Linked DNA regions of Bombyx mori: region 1 is linked to region 2. Evidence: chromatin contacts called from public Hi-C data. All regions are on one chromosome and are shown on one strand. Each heading gives the region's core, a stretch centred on a gene start, on an enhancer-like site or on the middle of the called end of the contact. The rest is flanking DNA. Distances are from core to core; before and after follow the strand shown. Region 1 has its middle 58 kb from the start of TRNAM-CAU. Region 2 holds the start of SGF3 (POU domain protein).

What was found. A called contact is a pair of places that touch in the nucleus more often than the background predicts.
Region 1: a Hi-C map of posterior silk gland shows a contact between it and region 2, with 2.2 times the contacts expected there. The contact joins the enhancer-like site here to the promoter of SGF3 in region 2. A contact is called at or near these places in 5 of 7 Hi-C or Micro-C datasets (middle silk gland, posterior silk gland and whole pupa).

The regions. Positions count from the first base shown.
Region 1 is chr22:18,010,514-18,016,877 of ASM3026992v2, forward strand. No RefSeq gene overlaps it. Among protein-coding and RNA genes, the nearest start is that of TRNAM-CAU, 58 kb to the left of the region's middle. Within about 2 kb of position 4,093, at least 7 of the 8 cell types and tissues checked have open chromatin away from gene starts, as enhancers often do.
Region 2 is chr22:17,581,365-17,587,463 of ASM3026992v2, forward strand. SGF3 (POU domain protein) reads left to right here and starts at 1,370. Exons shown (of 1, transcript NM_001043991.2): 1 at 1,370-2,428. The coding sequence starts at 1,370. The coding sequence ends at 2,428.

The DNA of each region.
Region 1 (6,364 bases), core at 2,843-5,342, 430 kb after region 2:
TCGCCATTAAACAAATACACTTTTTTATTGGTCACTGGCACTCATGCATGTCATTTATATTAGGGTCATAGCCAAGCTGATGCCTACTGCCAAGTTCTTGGTCTCAGTATACATAAAATAAGAGCAAATTGATGGTGGTTGACAGATTTGATATAACACAGTTTACTGGCTAGTAGACGAGTGTGCGACAATTCATGAATTTCAATATCTTAGCTTAGTGATCGGCAACAGAGGAGGACGTGAATAAGAAATTCGGTGATGCATTGAAATGGACAAGACCGTCACGACTAAATTTGCCTAGATATAGAAAGACCACAACATTCAAAGAAACCCTAGAATTCACATAATCCGTACATTAGTCTTCATTAGTCTAGATATAGAAAGACCACAACATTCAAAGAAACCCTAGAATTCACATAATCCGTACATTAGTCTTCCCCATAATATTGTAAGGTGTCCTAAGGCTTGACTCCTAAGACTTGACACAAACGGCTAGACGCGGCTTGAAACAAATAGACGGCTTGGAGACGTGGTGCTGGTGAAAAATGCTCTGCATTCCCTGAACGGGTCGACGTACTAATTAATGTCTTCATTTGGAAACAACTCAAGATCGCAAATCACCAACCCTTCTCTACAATCTGACTCTACAGGGCACTAGGGTACTTCAGTCACATGACGCGACGAAATATAAATGATCTTGAAAAGGGCTTACTGGAAACGAAAAAGGTAAAAGCCCTCGGAGAAGAAGTTAGTCAGACCAAATGGCCGAAGAACTCAAAATACCAATGTCTCAGGCTTTCCATCAGGCACGATGGAGAGCGAAGATACATAGAAGTAGGGGAGATTACTGCAGCGTTTCGGTCAAAGCCACGATACTCAACAGTGAGGGAAAACTTCGAGAAGGCGGTACGACATTAAAACCCTCTTGTCGTGGCCGCTGAAAACTACATACCCGATCCTGTAGACCGAATGGTCAACAGTCGACGTCGCCCAAAGCACGTCATTACGGATCCTCCCGTTCCATTAACGGTTCTTTTAGGCACCACAAGCACCGGTCACCGTCCTCGTCGAACCCGTCGCTTACGACAAAGGGCTTGATTAACGAATTAACCCATAGACAAAGCCCACTGAGTTTCTCGCCGGATCTTCTCAGTGGGTCGCGTTTCCGATCCGGTGGTAGATTCTGCGAAGCACTGATCTTGCTAGGGTCAGTGTTAGCAACACTCTGGTTTGAGCCTCGTGAGCTCACCTACACACATTAGGGTGAAGCTGAAATAGTCTCTCAAGGCCATCAGCATAGGTAGGAAAAAAAAGGGGAGGGAAGGACTTGAGGAGGAGGAACGATAATGTTAACAATATGTATTTAATTTAGTTGCGTATATATTTGAACTATGGTCCATGTAGTGTTAAGTACCCCTACTATGTTCCTACTTAACCCTCTAACTCCAAACTGACCAGTTCTTATCTGAAGCATGACTGTGTAACGCGGTGCAAGCAAGCACGGGTCGTTACTACCTCCATATCATCCGTGAAATTTCTTCCTAATTAATACAGCTTTTGTATCAATACTATCGAGATCTATAGTTTATGATCTAAGGTGAGCTATAACATCATCTGTATATTTATTAATTATATAACATTTAAAATTGATTAAAGTCATGTTCATTTTCATCAAATTCGGGGATAGACAGATAGATTTGTTAGGGTGAGCGCTCGAGGGCCCCTCTTAAACATACTTCTAGGTCAAATGTCTTGGAGACTAAACATTGCTCCACACTCTGTGGTACGATGAAGGGAAATTTGTTTATTTAAGGATAATTTATTTAGGAAGAATTCTAAGTACTTCATCTTTAGTATAATTCTCAGATAAATATGTTTTACAATCATTAAAATAAAGTTATGTTACATCATCCTCGCTTCATTTAACAGTTAATATTTGGTTGAATTTATTTTACTTAAGAAGATCTCAGCGCTCCTGATTCGCAGGATTGGAAATAAAAGGACGCTTATGTAGGTAGTTGAGATTCTTTACTACGAATTACTGCTGTAGATGCTGAATATATATATTTTTTTAATTGCTTAGATGGGTGGACGAGCTCACAGCCCACCTGATGTTCAGTGGTTACTGGAGCCCATAGACATCTACAACGTAAATGCGCCATCCATCCTGAGATATCAGTTCTAAGGTCTCAAGTATAGTTTCAACAGCTGCCCTACCCTTCAAGCCGAAACGCATTACTGTTTCACGGCAGAAATAGGCAGGGTGGTGGTACCCACCCGCGCGGACTCACAAGAGGTCCTATCACCAGTAAAACGAGTATGTTACATGAGTAGACAAGGACGTAATACCTGTTTCTTCTGATTTGAAGTCTGGCAAATATTGTTGTGTAAGATCTGTCCTCACCCCATATACAGGAACTGATGAGTACGTGTCTGTTCGATGCTGCGCCAGGTTGAACTTGAAAATTATATGATTATTATGAGTCTTACTTCATACAACACAACACACAAAGTTTCCTCGAAAAACGCAGTCAACAAAAGGCTCTAAATCTTAAAAGGGCGACGACACCGTGCCGAACCGCGCGTTCAAATGTATTCAAATATATGCGCGATTAATTCAGGCTGCATAGCCAGCGGGACGGTGTTAGTAGTGGCTGCTGTTCTCACTTTCTACGTCGGATCGATGAGGCCGTGACCTTCCCGATGCTTATTTGGCTCCTGCATTGATTTTTTAAGGCTTTTTTGGGCTTTTTGCCCCAAATAACTGCGTCCGGACGCAGCATGATAATTTTCATTTAAGTCTCCGAGCTAACATGGCCGCCGGTTTGTGCTAAAGGACTTTGTGTATGAAGACCAAGAGCTGCATTAGAGTCAGAGTTTTATTAGATATCAGTTCATATCTTATTGATTAAGACAAGATAAATGTTTTATTTAAAACAAATTAAACCACCTTAAACCATATGTTTAATAGGAAATTTTTAAAAATGTGCAAATACCACAAAACAAATTCATGCAAAAAGAGTCAAGCTTATATTTTGAAGCGCACTTCCAATAGAGCCTGATACATTCGCTCATAAATATAAGAGGTTAAGTTTGATCGCAATTAAATAAGTGTAATTCTTTTATTTGGTTTTTCCACTAATTAATTTTCATAAAGACGTTTTTCGATGTAGACACGTCACACATCAGTATGTAAAATTCTTAACCGATTTGACCATAAACCACTAAGCACAATTCAATTTTAATTCAAACTATGCAAAGTATACTAAAATCGACTATTAAAAATAGTATAAAAATCAATCATTATAGATTTCTTTTTTTACGATTTCAAGCTGTCCCTCGAGCTTAGCACAAAGGGCCTCTACGGCCTATCGACGCCCTTTAAGAACGCTTTACAGCCGAAGCTTTCTGAAGAAAATCGCATTGTAAAACTCTAGTCTCCGAGGAGTTTTCCTACGTACATATTACGGCTGGGCGTAGCGATTGGCGTGTGTGCGTGTGACACCAACACGTGTCTCTGTTGCTGTGTGCGTAGCTCTATACACACACACTGTATAGTCTATACGCTGTGGATGGCTGAGCGTCTGTGACGTCATCCATTGTTTTCGGTTTGAATTTTTTTCGGTGATTTAATTTTACATGCAATTTTGAAATATAACAAGTGAAGAGAACTTTTTACCACATTTTTCATAGCTGTTCGTGAACACATATTGTATTTGAAACGGTGAAGAAGATCTAATGTATAAATGAACGCAAGATCGAACGCGCCATTAGACTACATAATAAACTGTAAAAAAGTCACAAATATCTTAACGTCTACTCTACTTACTAGTCTTAGCGATAAGACAGCCAATTATACTTTTTTTGTATTTAATGTATCGTATTGTTTTTTTTTTGGTGTACAATAAAGAACACTCTCTCTCTCTCTCTCTCTATCTCTAATATCTACAACTCATAACCTCAGCAAGTGTTTCAATTTCTAAGAAAATAAAGCCGTCCCAACTAAAAACCCGCACCAGGTAACAGGGTATGGACTATAAGCACGATTACGCACACACGGACCGTTACGTGCGGTTGTCTTGACAACGGGACGCATGCGCGGCGCCGCCCAACGCCCCCCACCACCCCCCACGTACCAAACCAAAGTTATTCACTACTATTGGTCTAACTTGCACAGAGCGAACGTTATCATGATAGTAATGCGTACCGATTTGAAGTACACTATTGTTTTATGAACATAATTCGGATTGTAATTTTCAATGGCAGCTTATTTTACGAGGCGTCGAGAAAAATATGACGTGTAACGTGCATCATGGCGTCCTATTTTACTTATTTAACAGTTAATGTAATAATTAACAGAAGAATTTTGAACATATACCAGGATCATGAAATTTTTCTTTTAAAACTGTAACGTGAGACGTATCCGCGAATACTTACAATCGACAGTTAATTAGTCTTGTCAATAACTTAGTCAATGTGAATGGTAACTACTGTCCTAACTAGTTTTGCGAGTTTGCAATTCCAAAAAAAACATTCGTGATGATATTGACTTTTAAGTTGTTTACTTCCAATATTCTTCCTTAATTTAAATTTATAACTTGACTGATAAATGACGTTTTAATTAGCACCGCTTATGCTCATTTGCCGAAGCGTTTGACGGAGTGCGATCAGGTTTCTCGTTAATCATATAATTGCTTCACTAGCCACAGGTAGCGCTGTAAAATATTTAACCAGCTCGATAAAGTTTTCAACTTAATTTATTCAAAAAGAAAAATGTTGATTCACTTAAAAATTTAGCGTCAATCTTAATTACCGCCAGTGCATTGCTGGAGTTCGTTGACCTGCACTCCTGTGATTGAAGCTGATGTTCTAAAATTATGAAATCTCCATCGTATAGGTAATTATATTGAAAGGACGGCGTCGCGTGGCAGCTCGTGCGAGAAGGATGGCGCGCAAGCACACACACAGACGCGAGGGAAAACTCGCACAAAGACGAGTCAATTTCCACGGCGTCGCACACAAGCTGTGTGTTCGTGAATGTGTGTGTGCATTTTGTAGTATTTTGAAGTTGTTAACACAGGTTTCTTTAAGACATTTGACGCACTTTGAGATATTAGTACGTTGAGTTTAATTTGATCCGGCTTTAGGCTAGAATAGCAGTTGTTCATATCTAAGGCAGTTATGTGTGAGTCAGATCGTTAGGGGTGGTAAAACGAAATATTATTTTAAACGAAGGCAGCAGGCTGGTATTGATGAAGTCCATGAACGACGGTAACCACTCATCATCAGGTGGGCCGTATACCCGTCTACCTATAAGGACAATAAAAAAAACTGTGCTTATAGAAAGGTTAAATTCCGATTTAATTATTCAAATACAGAATTTGTAGTTTTGTACTATTTTCCAAGTGGGACAATAATTTAGAGTCATTGTCAGTAGGCGATGATGATTTCAACACCAAAGATATCTTGGGTAAAGTATTTCCTTGATAAGGTGATTGTGGTAACATCGCTCTCATTGCTTTTCATTGCATTATACAACTTATATATTATAACTGTTCCCTCAATAAATACTAAATAAATTACTAAAATGGTATCTTCAATCTTCCAAATTGTTTTATGACGTGGTACGATTTATGACGGTTTTATGATTCTATTCGGATTTAAGAAACCATCTTGCACTTTGTGTAACTTTCATGGAATATAAAAAAATATTATATCAATTAATAACGTTATAAAAAATAAGAAACAGATTTTACAACGCTTAGCGCCATCTATTATCGAATAGCAGAACTACAAACAGTGCGGTACATTTATTTCGTTGTTGAAAATGCTAATTCAAAATAACGGGCTAAAAAATATATACACACACACAAACTTAATTAAGCATAACTTACGTAACACAATGTGTGTTAAAGTCCGTACGTATTAGCGAAGGAAATGAATTCAGATGACCTTGCTTCATTAAAAGTTTATAAATTAAACATGAGTCCGAGTTGAGGCGCTCAAATCGGTATTTTTTGTTTCCACAGAGCGCGCCCGCCCGATACCGGTACATATGACCAATACACTTTATTATTATATATACGGATTATATTAATACATTGTCACACAAATATTATTACGATCATTATGAGATTATCGTTAAAAAACCAAATGCTGTGAGCAATGAAATCTGTTCAAATTATTGAACTTTTTTAAAAGTTCTTTATACTAATCTGTTACTGGTGGCAGGACCTCTTGTGAGTCTGCGCGGGTAGGTATCACCACCCCACCTATTTCTGCCGTGAAGCAGTAATGCGTTTCGGTTTGAAGGGTGGTGCAGCCGTTGTAACTATACTTGAGACCTTAGAACTGATATCTCAAG
Region 2 (6,099 bases), core at 120-2,619:
TTGTACCTAAATATATTGATCTCGACGGTCTGGTATTCGAAAATGACTTCGACCAGTAAGAGAATAAGGTCCAAGTCGCGATCAGAGCGTTCCGTGCCAAATTCCCGACCGGAATGCGTCTAGTTGAATTAATATAGAAACCACAAAAGCGCACATACAGACAACAACTATGTTGAAAATTTTAAATCGATATTGTGCCACAGCTTAAATGCCGCTTTCACAAATCATATCTTTATATGTATATAACGTTTTTAAATCATGATATTTCAATTATAATGTGAAGAAACGACATTAGCAGAGAGCTGTTTAACTTGCTCTGGGTAACTAGTAGCTTGTATTCTTATCAATTTTTGTTTCAAATTCGAGAGCTTCAGAATTAAACAATTGTAGGAGGAATTATTTATGTCTACTGCATTACACTTGTAAATCTTTCTAATTGAACGCTCGCTCAGTTTTGTAACGATGTCAAGTCGTTGTTACTTAGTAGAAGATTTTTTAGTTTACTAAGAGTAGATTTGGTAGGTAGGTACAACATCTCTGTGCCAGAACGGTGGACTTCTTTCTCAGTTATCGTCTGTATCCCTAGAATGTCTAAAACCTAATGTAATATCTGCTGAAGTAGGAAATTCCACTTAATTTGTGGTGAAAATTAAAAATATATGTATCAGAAAGCCATTCCATGTGCTTAATGACGTTACGTGTAGATTAAAAATAGTCTAAGACGTTAAAGTGTTTGTAAAAATGCTCTAATAATTAGTGCGTTTAATTTTAATTAAATAAAAAAGAGAGTCTTAGATCGTGTTCGATTTGTTTATTAAATTGGGGCCGTGACGTTAGCGGAACGCGGTCGTAAGCAGTATAATATTTAAAACGAGTGTAAGTACAGTAAAAGTCGACAAGTCAGTTATATTCGTCTATATGACAAGGAATTGTACTGGGAAGCGCGCCGTCGGTCCTCGGCGGAGCGTCAGGTGCGGGTCGGCGAGTGCGGCGAGTGCGGCGAGTGCGGCGGGCACGGACGCGAGACGTACAGACGCGAGAGTTTTCCAGTGCGGGGCGCGAGGGGGCCGAGGGGCGGGGCAACAATTACACCGTCATTAGCGGGCGGCCGCGCTGGGCGGGGCCGGCCCTGAGAGCGGCGGTCGGCGGGCGCGCGCAGCCGCCGAGCCCCGCAGTTCGCTCCGTGCTGCCGTAGCGCACGCACGCGCATGTCGCTCGCTGTCGAATCCGGTGATGTGAGGTGGCCCCCGCCGCTACCGCAGCGCAGCGCGACCCCCGCGCAGTTTTCGCGAAAGAATAAGCCAGTTGAAGGCTCGAGAGCCTTCGAGCCGGCAAGACGCCGTCCACCGTGGATCTGAGATACGGCGCCATGGCGGCGACCACGTACATGCCCGCCGAGATGGAGCTCGGCAACATCGGCGGGTACCACGCGGCGTCGCCGCGTAGTGCTGAGCCTGCCGACATGAAGTACCAGCATCCGTTGCACTCGGGCGGGTCGCCGTCCCCGGGGGCGCCCGTGATAGGGAACCCTTGGACGTCACTGCCACCCGCCGACCCCTGGGCGATGCACCAGCATCACGCACACGCACATCAACCAGACGTGAAGCCTCCCCCGGCTCCTCACGACCACCGCCACTTGCAGCATGCGGCCCACGGCTGGCACGCGCCCGTCGTCAGCCCGCATTACGGTGCGGGCTCGCCCGTCACACTGCATGGAGGATACCCAATGCCCGTGCACCAACACCATATGCTCAGAGACATCCAGCCCTCGCCGCATCCGCTGCATCATCACGCCATGGAGCGGGATCAGCCCGAGGAGGACACCCCCACGAGCGACGACCTCGAAGCATTCGCCAAACAGTTCAAGCAGCGCCGCATCAAGCTCGGTTTCACGCAGGCGGACGTCGGGCTCGCGCTCGGCACGCTCTACGGGAATGTGTTTTCACAGACGACTATCTGTCGTTTCGAAGCGTTACAGCTCAGTTTTAAAAATATGTGTAAATTAAAGCCGCTGCTGCAGAAGTGGCTCGAGGAGGCGGACTCGACGACGGGCAGCCCGACCAGCATCGACAAAATAGCGGCGCAGGGTCGGAAGAGGAAGAAGCGCACCTCTATAGAGGTTTCGGTGAAAGGTGCGCTAGAGCAACACTTCCACAAGCAGCCGAAACCGTCCGCTCAAGAAATCACGTCGTTAGCGGACAGCCTGCAGCTGGAGAAAGAGGTGGTGCGCGTGTGGTTCTGCAACAGGAGACAGAAAGAGAAGAGGATGACGCCACCGAACACGCTCGGCGGCGAGATGATGGAGGGCATGGGGCACGCACACTACGGACACGGAGACGTGCACGGGTCCCCGCTGCAGCACTCCCCGCCGGGCCTGTCCCCGCAGCACGGGCTGCCGCAGGGCGCCCACACACTGGCAGCGCACTAACAGTTCGCCCCGTGGGCGCCGCCGCGGCCCTACTATGCGGAGCCGCACTAGCGCGCCCGCCCGCGGGATACTCTCTGTACATACGCGCCGCCGGCCGGGACGTGCCCGCGGCGCAGTGACCGGACGGGCCGCCGACTTTGTAAATAGTCCGTGCGGCGAGCCCCGTCCTGTGGACTTTCGAACGCTAAGTTTAAGTTGTTCTTTATAATTTCAGTGAAGTCATTGATTAAATATGTGAGTAATGTTAAGATCGAAGCCAGTAATCGTTTGTAACCTCGGAGCCGCAGTGATCGCCGACGACGTTTAGCTAGATAGTCTAATTGATAAATAAGAGCTTAAATCGGAGGTGGATCCCGGCGCCGCTCACGCACCCTCGCCGCGCGCGCCCTCGCTCCACATCGTCGTGCGGTAAGTACGACGACACACAACACGTACACTATCGACACCGAGCCGGACGCGAGCCGGACGCGAGCCGGACGCGAACCGGACGCGAACCGGACGCGAGCCGGACGCGACCGGCGAGGAGTGCGGAGCGCCAAACAGTTTTGTAAAGGACGATTTCATCGAATTTATTTATAGATATTATAAATGAACGATGTTCATGCGAGCCTACCTGCCGTAGGGAGTCATTGTGGTGTGGATTAAATTTAAATTGTTGCTACTGTAAATTTACGATTAGAGACGAGAGTAAAAAATACGAATCGGGTCGAAGCTACGTTTTGTAAGGGAATACGAGTGAGTGAATAGGTGCAATTTTTATTTTAAGTGTTTATCGAATCTATGTGAGCGTAGAAGTCGCGTCTCGCGGGCGCGGTGCGTGCTGTTAGTGTTGTCCGCCACGCGTCCGTCCGCGCGTGCTCACCCGCGCTCACCGGCGCTCACCCGTGCTCAGACCAACCTACGTCCCACGCATAATTTATTTAAAACATTATATTCAAAAGATGCAGACACGATGCCAAAATGGTTTTATTCCTGTTTTTTACTTGTTTTGTTGTTTTTCTTTTTTAATAATTTTTTCGTTTGTATGTATTTGTGGCCAATCTTGGTACTTAATTTGTAAAAATAGGTATTTTTTCTATATAAAATAATGTACCTACAACGTATATAATGATATATATTAAAAAAGTTCTTTATAGAAATTCAAACATGGAAAATGACTTTTATTGAGATACGACAACCTTTGTTTCGCTTTATTTTATTTAAAAAAATCACGTGTTGGTGTTTTTGATTGTTTGTTAGAGAAGCAGAGTAAATCGTAAACTTATAATTACGGATTCTTATTAATATTATAATTTTGACGAACACGAATGCTAAGTGTCGTTGTTTAATCTTGTTTTTGATTATTATTAAATGACAAAGGTAAATAGTGTAAATATAATGGATAAAAGGGAGTTAGGTGTGCGAATTAGAAATACAACTTAGCCGTATTAATATTTTATATTATCGTCTAAGTATTTAAATAAAACAGAGTAAATATTTTAAAAAATATATCTCGAGTATTTATTCGTTTAACCTGATCACTGGGTCACTAACCATTTCGAGAACACAAAAAGATCAAATCTCTTTGATAGTTTTTGTATATTTTTTTTTTATTTCAAATTCGACGCAGGTAGGTAACCCTGCGATACAGAGACCCACTTCTTCTAATAAAAAAAATCGATCAACAACGCTATGACACACAGACACATTTATAAAAAATCGAAATACGCATTTTTATATACGTATGTACCTAAAATATCTTTTTTCGATAGTGAATTCACTGAGACACAATTTTTTGAATCTGCTTTATATTTTTTGTTGTTGTTGTTGCGGAAATCAAAACGTGAAATTGTGAAACGTGTTGGTGAAATTTTAAACGTTTAGTGGTTCATTTAGTTCTGATCGCGTTGTCGCTCAAACAATCTAATATAAGATAAGTTTATGTTCACGCCTAACCTTCCATGTAGGGTAGGTGCGGACGTTTATCACGAACCAAAATCATCACGTAGGGACAGCAGATAACGGCAGCGTGATTCGAACAAAGAATAAAATTAAAATTCATTATATAAATAATAATATGAAATTCGTAAATCCTACCTTAACCCTTCATTTTTCGGTGATTAATTTCAGAATAACGTGTATTAAATCTATACATTAATACGTGAAGCAAAAACTTTGTATCCCTTTTTACGAAAATTGCGCGGACGGAGGAGTATGAAATTTTCCACACTTATAGAGAAATATAGAGAAGAAGTGCACAATGCTAATTTTTTTTTTAAATAATTCATAAAATATACATTAAATCAATAAAGAAAACATTACACACACTACATACCATGTATTTGACGCACACACGCATGCATACTATTTATTGTCAAACTTTTGTTCTTGACGTCTGTTGTCAAATTGAGAATAGAATATGGTTTGTCTTGGTTAATATTTTTTATAGTATAGTCTTGGCGAAATTTGTGATTATAGAAGTATAAAATCACAATAGTGTACAAACTTACAATTCCAATTAATTATAGTCGAATTTCGACTACTGCGGGACCTCTAGTGTTTTTAAAACCTTATCAGAGTGTTGCTAGAGCTTGCGCTGTAGCGCGCTAATGACTCATTCGCGCTGGTTCATTTTAATCATACCAGTGAAATAAGATTATTTATGAGTTACTCATGATTTAATCATTTGAATTTATAATTTACGGAATTTCGTTGTTTATTTTGTAAAGGCCCGGAGTACTCGAGTTTGTTTGTAAACAAAACTCGTATCGACCGTTATGTTACGTTATGGTTATATTATTCGACATGGTAATGTAAGGGGTCATTAATCAAAAGAGATAATATATATTTCAATGAGCGCGACCGCTTTAAAATTAGGATTTACTTTTAGCTTTTTCATATCTTCAGATTAATTGTCTTGACTTTTGATAGATTAATGCATTCTGATAGTGAAATTTAATATTTTTTTAAATGGCTCTTAATTAAAAATTCATTAAACTCGTTTCTGATCTTTTCATTTAAATACAACTCACACTTTTTATAATTTTGTTCATTGTTACAAAATGCAAGACAACGTTTTAAAACGTCGGATATTAATTCGTAAAACTATTGCTGTTCTATGATCGAAATTCGATCTTAAAATTTTGATTAATTTTATCAATCAATGTATCAATTACATTTTCTCTTTATCGTTTTTGACTTTTCGAAATGTTTGTATTAATAAAACTAAAAGTCTTCAGTTTTTATTAAACACAACGAAAACAGAGAAAAATCGGTATCGTGTAGTTATAGAAGAGAATATGGCACTGAACTGTTTTCTTATGTGTATTTTTTATATGGACTAATTAAAACTTTCAAATTTAAATAAAAGTTTAAACTAAATAACAATAATTATATTTAATAACCACGATTGCTCATATCGTTAAATTAAATGCTTGTAAATATTTGTTTAATCAGTGATTTTCACTTTGATTGACCCGTCTAACTCGGTAATAGAAAATAATGTACCACAATTAAATTAAGAGAAGTGCTAAAATAAACTTTATTTTCGTAGTCTGAGCGCTGTTTTTCGTGTATCAAAAAGTTCATAAAACATTTTAGCATAATATACTGGGAGTTCACTGAATAATTTATATTACAATGTTAAAACCAGAAATACGAATGTTTGCATTGCTAAAAATTGATTTCTTAGG